2 separate regions of the Astyanax mexicanus genome follow, and region 1 is linked to region 2. The links are chromatin contacts, called in public Hi-C maps. All regions are on one chromosome and are shown on one strand. The core of a region is the stretch at or near the end of the contact, and the rest is flanking DNA. Distances in the headings are between cores, read along the strand shown. Region 1 has its middle 55 kb from the start of LOC125798106. Region 2 holds the start of mrps18a (mitochondrial ribosomal protein S18A).

What was found. A called contact is a pair of places that touch in the nucleus more often than the background predicts.
Region 1: a contact with region 2 is called in a Hi-C map of muscle, with 17 times the contacts expected there. The contact joins the enhancer-like site here to the promoter of mrps18a in region 2. A contact is called at or near these places in 2 of 3 Hi-C or Micro-C datasets (both in muscle).

The regions. Positions count from the first base shown.
Region 1 is chr2:26,873,621-26,878,922 of AstMex3_surface, reverse strand. No RefSeq gene overlaps it. Among protein-coding and RNA genes, the nearest start is that of LOC125798106, 55 kb to the right of the region's middle. Within about 2 kb of position 3,057, the one cell type or tissue checked has an H3K27ac peak away from gene starts, as active enhancers do.
Region 2 is chr2:26,785,871-26,791,266 of AstMex3_surface, reverse strand. mrps18a (mitochondrial ribosomal protein S18A) reads left to right here and starts at 4,089. Exons shown (of 6, transcript XM_022663942.2): 1 at 4,089-4,341; 2 at 4,698-4,729; 3 at 4,842-4,946. The coding sequence starts at 4,197. vegfab (vascular endothelial growth factor Ab) reads right to left here and starts at 1,778. Exons shown (of 7, transcript XM_022663944.2): 1 at 1,017-1,778. The coding sequence starts at 1,184.

The DNA.
Region 1 (5,302 bases), core at 1,808-4,307, 89 kb before region 2:
AGAAAAACAATGTGCCTTAATTACAAACTCCATGTGCCATTCGGATACTTGGCTGATATTTGGCATTGTGTGGAAGTTAATGCTATGTGTCCAGTGGCAGCATGCACAGTATAACATGAAAAATAATAGTAATATAAAAAATAGAGCCTTGGTGACAAATTTTTACTTTTATATAATTTGATCATTTGGATGAAGCTGTTAAAGATAATTTATCTTTACAAACTGGTCTTGGTTGTGTAGGATTCCAAACATTTTAAATATCTTTAGTATAACAAGTAAATCCAACTAATATCTGGACCCGGCTCTGGATTGTCAACAGCTGTTTATACTACTTTGCTGTCTAACTAAAAAGTTAGGCTGCATCACAGTAAGCACAAGCAGCATCCCCAGGTGGGGTGGACAACATCCCTACCTAAAAGACCAGGCTTTAACCAAAACCACTTGGACATCCAGCAGTTCAGCACTGTAAGCTGCAATGGGATGGGGCCAGGCTAAATTGTGGCTTTGGACATCGTCTAGAACAATTTAATCACCATGTTTAATGTTTTGACACTGGAACTACTTGGACCACTTTAGTCTCTTCTGACTATTGTAGATGGATATAATTGGTCCCTATGCAAATTATTATATTCAGATATCTTCCGTTGCTTTAGTAATATGTTTCTGGTCATAGTCCAGCTTCAGTCTTAAGTGTCATTTGATATCTGAGGAACAAAATACAGAGCAAGAGGCACAACTGTCCTAATATTGCATTACTTGTTTCATGCCTAATTGCTAATTATCCTCTTAAATGGATGGACTGTGAATTGAATGGGATTCTAAATCATTTCAACTATGCCTGCCACCCAAATATAAGTGATATGTGACACAAGGCGCTCCATGAATGAACTTGGTTTCTCCTGGTCATGCTTGCAGCAGAATCTAAATATAGAACAGACAGCTCAAGGCCAAAAGCCTCAGACGGTTCTTTGACTGCAAAGTCTTGCTTCTGTCGGACACATTTTCCCTGAATGAGTCTGCAGTCTCACCGGCAGTGGCCACTGTTCACTCACCATTAAAGGTCTCTCTCTCTCTCTCTCTCTCTCTCTCTCTCACTTTTTCCACTGTGTAGCTGGTTCCCATAGCAACAGCAGACATGGCAAACTGCACGTTGCCAAAGTGCTGGGTTCAGCCGTGCTGCACTGTCAGACTGTCAGCTGAGACGGGAAGGAGGGGGTGCCTACAAAGAGAAAGTATACAGGGTTAGAAGCAGAAATAGTGAAAGAGAGTCAAAGTAAGCCAAAATATCCTTGAATAGATTTTCTTCCCAGAAGGAAAAAAAAATAAGAGGAGTTTTAAAAGTGAATAAGCACAGGGGGCTCTACAAACCATGAGACAGACATAAGGAAAGAGACAGAAAAATGAAAACAGATGCTAAACACTGTATAGACTCTTTGTTCTGTAAGATACATTGATAGCGTGTTACACTCTAAAAAACAGAGGTACGATATGAGTACTTTTTTGTACTCGAAGGTACATTCTTTATAATTGTACCCTCAAAGGTACAATATTGGTCTTTACAGGGTCAGATTTGTTCCCTCTGAAGTACAAAGTCATTTCTAACAGCAATAAGTACAGATTTGTACCATTTAACCAGCCAAAAGGTACATTCAGTATTCTGCATCACTGTACTAATGAACAGTATATATTTAAATTGCACATTTTTTATTTGAAAGCCAGACAATTTTGTATCATCAAGTTTTTGAGACATTTTTAGTTGATGACAATGTTTATAATCTTTATAATCTTTGCTGGCACAAAAACCATGGGTACAAAAAAGTACTTTCACTGAAAGGTACTTTTTTGAACCTTAATATAAGGTACAGCCCCAGCGACAAGCTTTGTACTCTTTTAAGTACAAATCTGTACTTATATTTCTTAGAGTGTAGAGTAATTGACCTGTTTGGATATTCACATTGTTATTTTTTTTAAATATCTATTCCTAAAAAAGCTTCAGCTGGCACACACACACACACACAACACTCATTTAATAATATCCTTCTGCAGGACTAAATGTAAAAAGTAATGTAAAGAACAGCCTTAGTGTAAGGAGGAAACATCAGGCAGATATTAAGTGGTTAACTCAGAACAAGCCCTTTGTCACAAGAAATACATGCTGAGAAGCACGTAGAGTGTATTCAGTCTCAAGCAATGTGTGTGTGCCTGCACATGACTATTGGTGGTTGGCTGTTGATACTGGGATTGTGTTGCATTTATCACAATCCAGTGCAGAGTAAAGAGCAACGTCAAGCACAATGCGTCTCACAAGAATATGCGTCTCTTTATGATCTGGGATTACAATTTTCTCTCTCACTCGCTTCCCATTTCTCTCCATTTTTGCAAAATATATGACTTGGTGTCAATAGGTCTCAAGTGATGATTATTCCCATAACTATCATTTACAAAAGTTGGCTACCCCTTGTCAAATAACACATTGTGTTGATTTTCTATGGGAAAATAAGTAAATAAATCCTCTGCCTCACACATTTTTATTGCACATTTTAGGCACCGTTTCCTTTTTTGCTGAATTAAATATATATTTACTCTCACACAAATCAGTTATTTTTACTTTTTGATATTAATTACATTTGACAGCTGTCCTTTATGATGAATGGACTAAATAAAAAAAGTGTTTGTACATTTCACATTCTAGATTTTATATATTCAGCTATTTTAAATAAAGCAAAAACACAAATTGTGCCTTATAGGCAGTGGTGTGTTTTTGCAGAATAAAATGTAAAATTATTCATATTTATTTACCCTTTGAAGCTTTTACTGTCTCTACTGGGTGAAATGAATCAGAACAGAATGTGTGTATCATAAACATATACACCAATCATATACGCCATATACACCAGTGTTCCAACACGCACTGTCTATTTTACCATACATTACTGCTTGTAGTTCTACAAGACTTCTTTGCTTTCTTTCTCCAATGATCAGCAGGACCCAACAGCTGTGCCTATTGGTGTGTGCAGGTGTGTGTGTGCGTGCGTTTGTGTGTGTGTGTATGCGTGTGTGTGTGTGCATGTGTGTGTGTGCGTGCGTGTGTGCGTGTGTGTGGCTAGACACTTTGATGGTCATATAGTTTACCATTAGCTGTTTAAGACAGGAATGGAGTTTCTAAATATTGTCCTGCTACAATTGTTGTTAAAAGTTTCGAAGCTAAAGTTTGGTCCTGAGACCTCAAATCTAGATGTTTGTTAAGTGGGTGTGTTGGATGTTAAGCTTTATTATATTGCCCACACAGGGTGTGAGAAAGTGTGCAGTTAAGGACAGCCTGCTGATGACTGATCTGTCTCAGTCTCTAAATAAACCAGCCCTTTGATCAGGCAGCCACGCATGCTGGACATCGCTATGCTGACCCTTTAAAGAACGGACACAACACACTCTTTCAGCTATGCCCCCACCCGCCTGCATGATCTGGCTCACACTGCCTCCCCAGACTTTTAAAAGCACATGGGCTAAAAGTCAAACTCAGTGCTATTGACTTTTGAGGTCATGTCACTTGGTACTTGGCCATTAATTAACAGCGGCAAATGCCACCAATCAGGCCCTCTCGGTGATCATACAGTAGTTTGTTGGAAATATACTTTAGTCCAATAGGGGCGATTTTCCAAAACATCAAACAAATCAAACCAGTTTAGTCCAGCACTTGTGTGTGCAAATGACTACAAATTGACCTCAGAGGCGTATAAAACTGCAGGCATGACACTGTAAATGTATTTGGGGCTCTAAATTAGGCATTATCATAAGTATGGTATAGTGGGACATTTGAGAATATTTTAATTTTATATTTTACCTGATTTTGAACCCATGGTTTGGAGTAGAAACTTTGGTCACTGAGAAAACGTTTTTTTTCTTTTTAGTTACATTTCCTTTTTTTGACCTTATCACAATAATACTTAACAATTATAGCACAAAGACAGCAAGAAATATGAATCATATATCAAATATGAATCATCATTAAAATATTTGCTTTTAATACCATTGGTAAGATACCACTTAAAAGAGACCAGCACTGTATGGTGTTATTGTGATAAGCACAATCAAATTTCTAGATATAAATCATTTCTTACAACTCATATTGCAGCAAAGTAGATTAATCAAAATACGGCTGGATGATAGCTCCAGCATCTCAGTTTACCACAAATCCTATAAATCCCTGCATCTGCATCCTGTATCTAAAGGAAAACTTTAAATACACAAAGCTTAACTAAGCAGGTGAGTGTTCAGGCTAGACGCTAGATTAAGTGCCAAACATTTTCTGTTAATCTACTCCAGAGTCGGAAGGCTTTCTAGAAAAGGCCCTTCTGTCTTCTTAAACTTTCAGAATTCCCAGAACTAGTAAGAATTCAGTACCTTGTGGTCCTGTGCAGGTATTCCAAAGACAGTCTATGTAGGTCTATAACAGGAGACTTTTTTTTTTTATATACTCTTTATTTATTCACAATTTTGAGATACAAAACAACCTAACACAGTGTTCAAAAAAGGGAACAAATAATAAGGTGAGTGAGAAAGCTAAAAGGGAAAAGGGGGAGGGAGAAAAAAAAAAAAGACACATGAGGTCACAGAATAGCTGGGTTTGACAATTCCATATACTTACTTTAAATCAAAAGTCAATATGGGCTATCTTTCAGTTTGGTTAAATAAACTCTCCATTTACCCCATCTTTTTTCTCCCAGTTCTTTCTGGAGTCTTATTGAAAAGGTCATCTGTTCTAGAAGGTGCATTTGTTTAACAATGGAGATAAAAGTACCAACTGTACGAGCTTTTTTTTCATTTGGTAACGGCCTTCTTGCTTGCGGCTAATAGAATCTTTAGGAGATACATGTCATCATTACTCAGACCATCTGGAAAGATACAGAGATACATGCATGTGAAAGTTGTGTTAATGCCAAATCCCAGAATTCTTGCGACAATCGCAGCCACGTCCTTCCAAAAAGACTGAATGAAGGGGCAAGACCAAAAAATGTGTGCATGATCAGCCAAGATTGTTCCACAGTTCCTCCAACACTGTAATTGAGTGCCAAGCTGTTTAGATTTCTGTTTAGGAGTGATGAAAAACCTAATTAAGTTCTTCCAACAGAAATCTCTCCAATCCAGTGAACATGTAGTGGTTGACTGTATTTTCCAGGCTGTCAGCCACATATCCTCAGTTATTTCAATTTTCAGCTCCTTTTCCCAACGATGTTTTACATAGTCAGTTGAATCCTTTTTCAATATTATGATGCCATTGTATAACTTGCTTATAAGGCTTTTC
Region 2 (5,396 bases), core at 2,840-5,339:
ATTTTTAAACAAAACTTTTGCATTGCAGTGCTTCTCTCAGCTGTTGTTAATTATTGTTTCCTGGGGCTATGCCTTCTGACCTATCAGATATAACAGGTGCTCCATTAAGGCTTATACTCTTGTCATTTACACATTAAAATTCTCCTGATTTCCTGATGCCTTGAATAAACTGTAGTGGGAGAATTGTGCAAATCATGTCAATTATTTTATGATGTACCTGTTACAAACTGTAAACCCCCTGCTCCTCAAAGTCTCAGGTCGTTCCAGGATACTGCTTTTGTACCAAATCATAATTTCAATTACCTGTTGACAGTTGACATCACTTTTGAAGCACAACTAGGATTATTTACCTCAGTACTAGCCCTATACGACCTCCATTCCAACATCCAACATTTTTGGAATCTGTTGCAGGTCTTAAATATGGAAATGATTATATATTAACAAATAAATTTAAAAAATCAGATAATATCTTGGGTTCAAGTCTGCAATTAAGTAAAAGTAAAAGAAACACTGCATCTCTATATTTGCATTCCAAATACTGTCCCAACTTTTTCTGATTTGGGGTTATATTTTTGCAGTAACTAGCTCACAGCGTGTTAAATTATTCTCAAGTTAGCAATTATGAGACGAATTTAACCTAGGTTCCCTGAGGTTTACTTTGCTGTCTTGGGCATAGGTTTATTCTAGACTGGTATGGCAAAGTTCAAAGTCTTAAAGCCCAGAGGCTGAATTACTGCCTGCACCTTTAATATCCCAATGTGGCCCTGAAACTGTGAGCTTTTACAGTAAGCCACGACCACATTCGCGTTCCAGCAAGCGATCACACAGTATTTGATTTGATGTTTCACTATTTAACCTCACAGCTCACCAGAGCCCAGGCTTTTTGACCGGTAACGTTACAGATATAAACATGGTGAATGACCTCGCAAGGAGATCGACAAGGACGGCTCACATTGACCGAGAGTGTAAACTAACCAAAGTGGGCGAGCACCCCCGTGAGGAGACACGGCACTTACCTTCACGGCAGAAAAATACAGAAGGGTTATGCAAAACAGCTGCAGCAAGCGGACAGCAAAGTTCATGATTGAAAGGGCAAATCGTAAAAGTCTGTTTAAAATCCTTTCTGGTGAAAGGTTAACTTTTTGAAGAGCATGGGAAACCGTCTCTGAAAACGGGACAGACATGTGGAAAACTTCCGAACTGGATCAGCGATCTTAAACTGGCAATAATCCCATTTTCCTCGTTTTTGGCCCCACAAGGCACACGCGGGCAGGACACGCCACTCTCAGGACGCGCTCTCAGCCGTTACTCACGGTTTTTAAAATATCCAGAAACGTGAGAACCCAGGAGGCGAACCCGTTCCCGTTGTTCTTCAGTAAACCGAGGTTTTCTCCAAAGAGTACTGCAATCCACATTACCGTGGTAATCTCATGCTGGAGGCTGTCAGTCGTCTCCACGGTCGTGTTCAGGGGGAAAGCGGGGATAAGGAGAGGAGCAGGAGGAGGAGGAGGAGGGGGGCTCAAACTGAGGCAGCTCCGAGTTACGGCAGCCCGCTGAATGTGAACGTGCGAGTCGACTAAGAGCTAAGCGGCTAAAAGACGAGAACACGGGCAGAAGTCTGTCGTCGAAACACACAGGACCCCAAAATCCGCGTCTGTCCGTGTTCCCCGTCTTTACGGTCTCTTGGGGCTCGGTAAGCGCCGCTGTGGGGGAATGTTGGACTCTCCGTTGTCTTTGGTCTCGGGCTCGAGCGGTTTCAACTGTCGGTCACACCGGCAGCGAGTGAGATTGAAATCTACATATGGGCGCCTCTGATTGGGCAGCGCCGCGATGGGCGTGGCCGGATATTTTTTTTCTGAAGGTGTCATTGTGGGGTACGGGTCTACTGGACTCGGTACCGGAGTCAGAAGTATTACAGGTGCGAAACTTCACTTAGTAATTACATTTCCACGGTGGGTTTCTTCTAAACACGAGAGGGTCTTTGTTTTCTTCTCTATGTTTTTTAATCATCCATTTATAATGCTGGTACTGTTTTGATGTAGTTTAGTAAGTGTTAATCTATAGATGATACAATGAAGAACAGAAGGTACAGTGTAACGCCTTTTTTCCATACATATTCTGCTTTACTGATTACAAAATACCCAAATTTAATCACACCATTAAATTAGTAAATATAATAGTTATTGGAGTGTCATCAATGAACTACGCTATATCATAGTCAGCATATAAAGCATGTTTTAAAATAGCAATGAGCTTCCTGCTGTGAGGGGTTTGCACATGGTGATCTTAAATTATGACAGGAATCACATGCTTGCCATTTTCGGTGCTGGTGGAAAGAGCGGTGAGATATATAGGGCATAATTAGATTGCTTCATGTGAGTCGTCACATATAAGTGTGCGTGCGGAAAGACTGTGCCAATTTTTCTAGACACTGCAATGATCCCACAGCACTGTAATATATAATGTACATATAATGTAGAATTAGTACATGAGAGGTCAAGAGTGCAAATAAAATTGCTTAACATAAAATGGTTTCAGTTTCCCAATCAGCAATTTTTTTACCAAGCACCTTATAAGGAATAAATGAAATAGACAGACATGTTGGTACTTTTTGTTCTATTAATTGTCAGCACCTACGTACGACCTCTTTACCACAAAATTAAAACTGCTTTAAATGTTTTATGTTTTAAAATTTGGAATTCTGTATTTACTGTGAGTAAAACCATGCCATGGCAGCAGCTTCCCATTCAAACACCAGCAAACTGATAAATAAGGCTCAAAACAAAGGCACATAGCAATGGTTGCTAAGCAGCGAGTGTGGGGTTGACAAAATAACACTTGGGATGCTTGAAAATGGTCACTGAACAACATTCAGGAATGAAGCTGAGAGCATAAGATTTTTGATTGGCCATTATGGCAGCACTCAAAGAAAACAAAAAGTCTGCCAGTGGAACTCCTCTTACCCTTGTGAAGTTATACTTCTATTTGCTGAATGCAGAAGCACTATTGTGTTTGTATTGAAAAGAGACATAATGATTCATTTATTCCTTTCAAATGTAGGTAAAGGCCAGATATATTTTTTGAATGAGGAACTGTTCCAGTTGGACAATGACGAATGTACAACTTAAGTTCTTTATATATTGATAATTGCTTTTTACTTTAATACCATATAGACAGATAAATACCACATAGTACCACACTAGGGTCAGGTGCCACTCTGTCACAAGCTTTCATTCATACAATTTTATTCTGTTCATTATTCTGTTTAAGGTGCTGCAGTGCCCTCTGCTGGCCATTTATTATTAAAAACAAGCTCACAGACACAGCCTGCTTTCTCAGTACTTTCTCAGCTCTTGTCTGTCCATTTCAGCGCAGTACGCAGTACACAAAAGAATACAAACTTTTCTGAAAAAATAAAAAGAACAACATAATATTGTTGTTTACATAAAATTTGGTGGTTTAAATTATCTTTGTTCACACCTCTCACGTTAAAGCGTTATTGTTTTATTTGACACCTAGAGGAACTTAAAAAGAGAACACAGTGTATGTGCTGTTTGACACTGGGTGTACTTTAAAGTCCACTTGTTCACTTTCTATCTTCAAACATGAGCTAAAGACCTATTTCATTATCACTTTATAAGGCACTTCTACCTAATAATGCTTATACTGAACGTATCATGTCTTGTCCGCATGTTCTGTTGTCAGACGTGCCTGCAGGGTTATGTTGTCTGTGTACGCTAATATTAGACAAATCACTCAGTTAATTACCTTTAAACTTAATCTCGAAGCTGCTTATACTTATAACTTATTCCTGGCCTTTTTGTGTACACCTACGTTATATTTGCAAGTATTAAACTTGATCGCAAACAGGCCTAAACATAAACATAATCCATTAGGCGGCGTAAATATTACATAAACTTTAGCTTATGTGACCTGGGTTGCCGCAATTTCAGATAAAAGTAGATCTAAGTACCGAATACATCCTAAATAACAGAGTAATCAGCAGCACTGGGACGCTGTGGCGCTGGGCTGGAGCCGCTGCTGGTGTTGGGCTGTGTTTCCGCGGTTCTGCTGTCAGTCTGTTCTCCTGAAGCCTGTCTGTACACTCCGGATCAGCAGGCGGCAGTAGCGCGCGGTACCGTTATCTCAGGAGCGGGAGTGCTAGTAAGTGTTAGGAAGTGAAGGTCGGTAAGAGCATGGCGGCTCTGCGAGTTCTGAGCTGTGTGAGAGCGGCTCTCAGTACCGCTTACTGCGCCGCAACCTCCGGTACTTTAACCCGCGTACCCTTCTTACCCCCGCTGACCGGCTTCTGCTTCCCCGCTGCTCGGGGGATTCGGCAGGGTAAGTAGCGACTATAGGGACGGGCTGGTCTTCTGAAAGACCTCACTCTTTACCCATTTTATAGAAGACAGATTAATAACGTGCTGCTTTTCTTTATAAAATTGTAAACAGGTGAACTGACGTTGTGTTTAAAAAGCAAGAAAAATGACTAAATCTACGGAATAAATGAGAATAATCGAGATCCGATTTAAAGCGTGTAAATAACTTTAATTTGTTTCATGCTGTCATTAAGTAAGTACTGAACATCCTGCTGTGCAGAGAGAAATGCAGGAGGGTTAAACAGAACAAACCGCACAGTTAGTCCAGTGCTATATAAACCATGCTCTACGACTATGTGGATATCTTCTGTTTTTCAGTTGTGGAAAAGAAGGAGGGTAAAACTACACTGGTGAGTGGTTTCAGATACATATCTGTATGTCTTGTCTTTGACAAACGTATAACCTGTCTTATTAATTCAAATATTGAATGTTGTATGAGCTTTTTTTCTGTGTTCTGTGCAGATTGAAGGTGTAACAGTAGCCACACCAGACAGAGCACAGCCTCCAAATCCAGCAGCAAAATGCCCTATTTACCAGTGGAACCTGCAGAACAAGTACACATACGAGGTAATTCCTTCCTAAAATAAGGCTGTACTGTTAAGAGTCAGTGGATTTACAAATGGGCATCATATGATAGCATCTCTTTCTGTATAATTTTACTACTACTACTAGCATTAATAATATTAAATTTAAGTGATAAAAATAATAATAATAATAATAATAATAATATAAACAATAATAAAATTAGTATGGTAAGAAAATGATGAGTGGGAAAAAAATAATTTTGGACTATCTTCAGTTTCCTTTTGGTGACCAACTATGATAAAAGACTCAGGTAAATGCTTAAAAAAGTGCTCAACAGCAAAGTTTAGAGCTGCAGAGAGAAGAGGACATCATGCATATATCACATAAACCTAATCATTTTAGAATAACAGTAAATAAAATATAAAAAATAGATAGAAAAACAAAGGAAGATAAGATTAATACAACAAAAAATAGTTAAAATTAAGCTAAAAC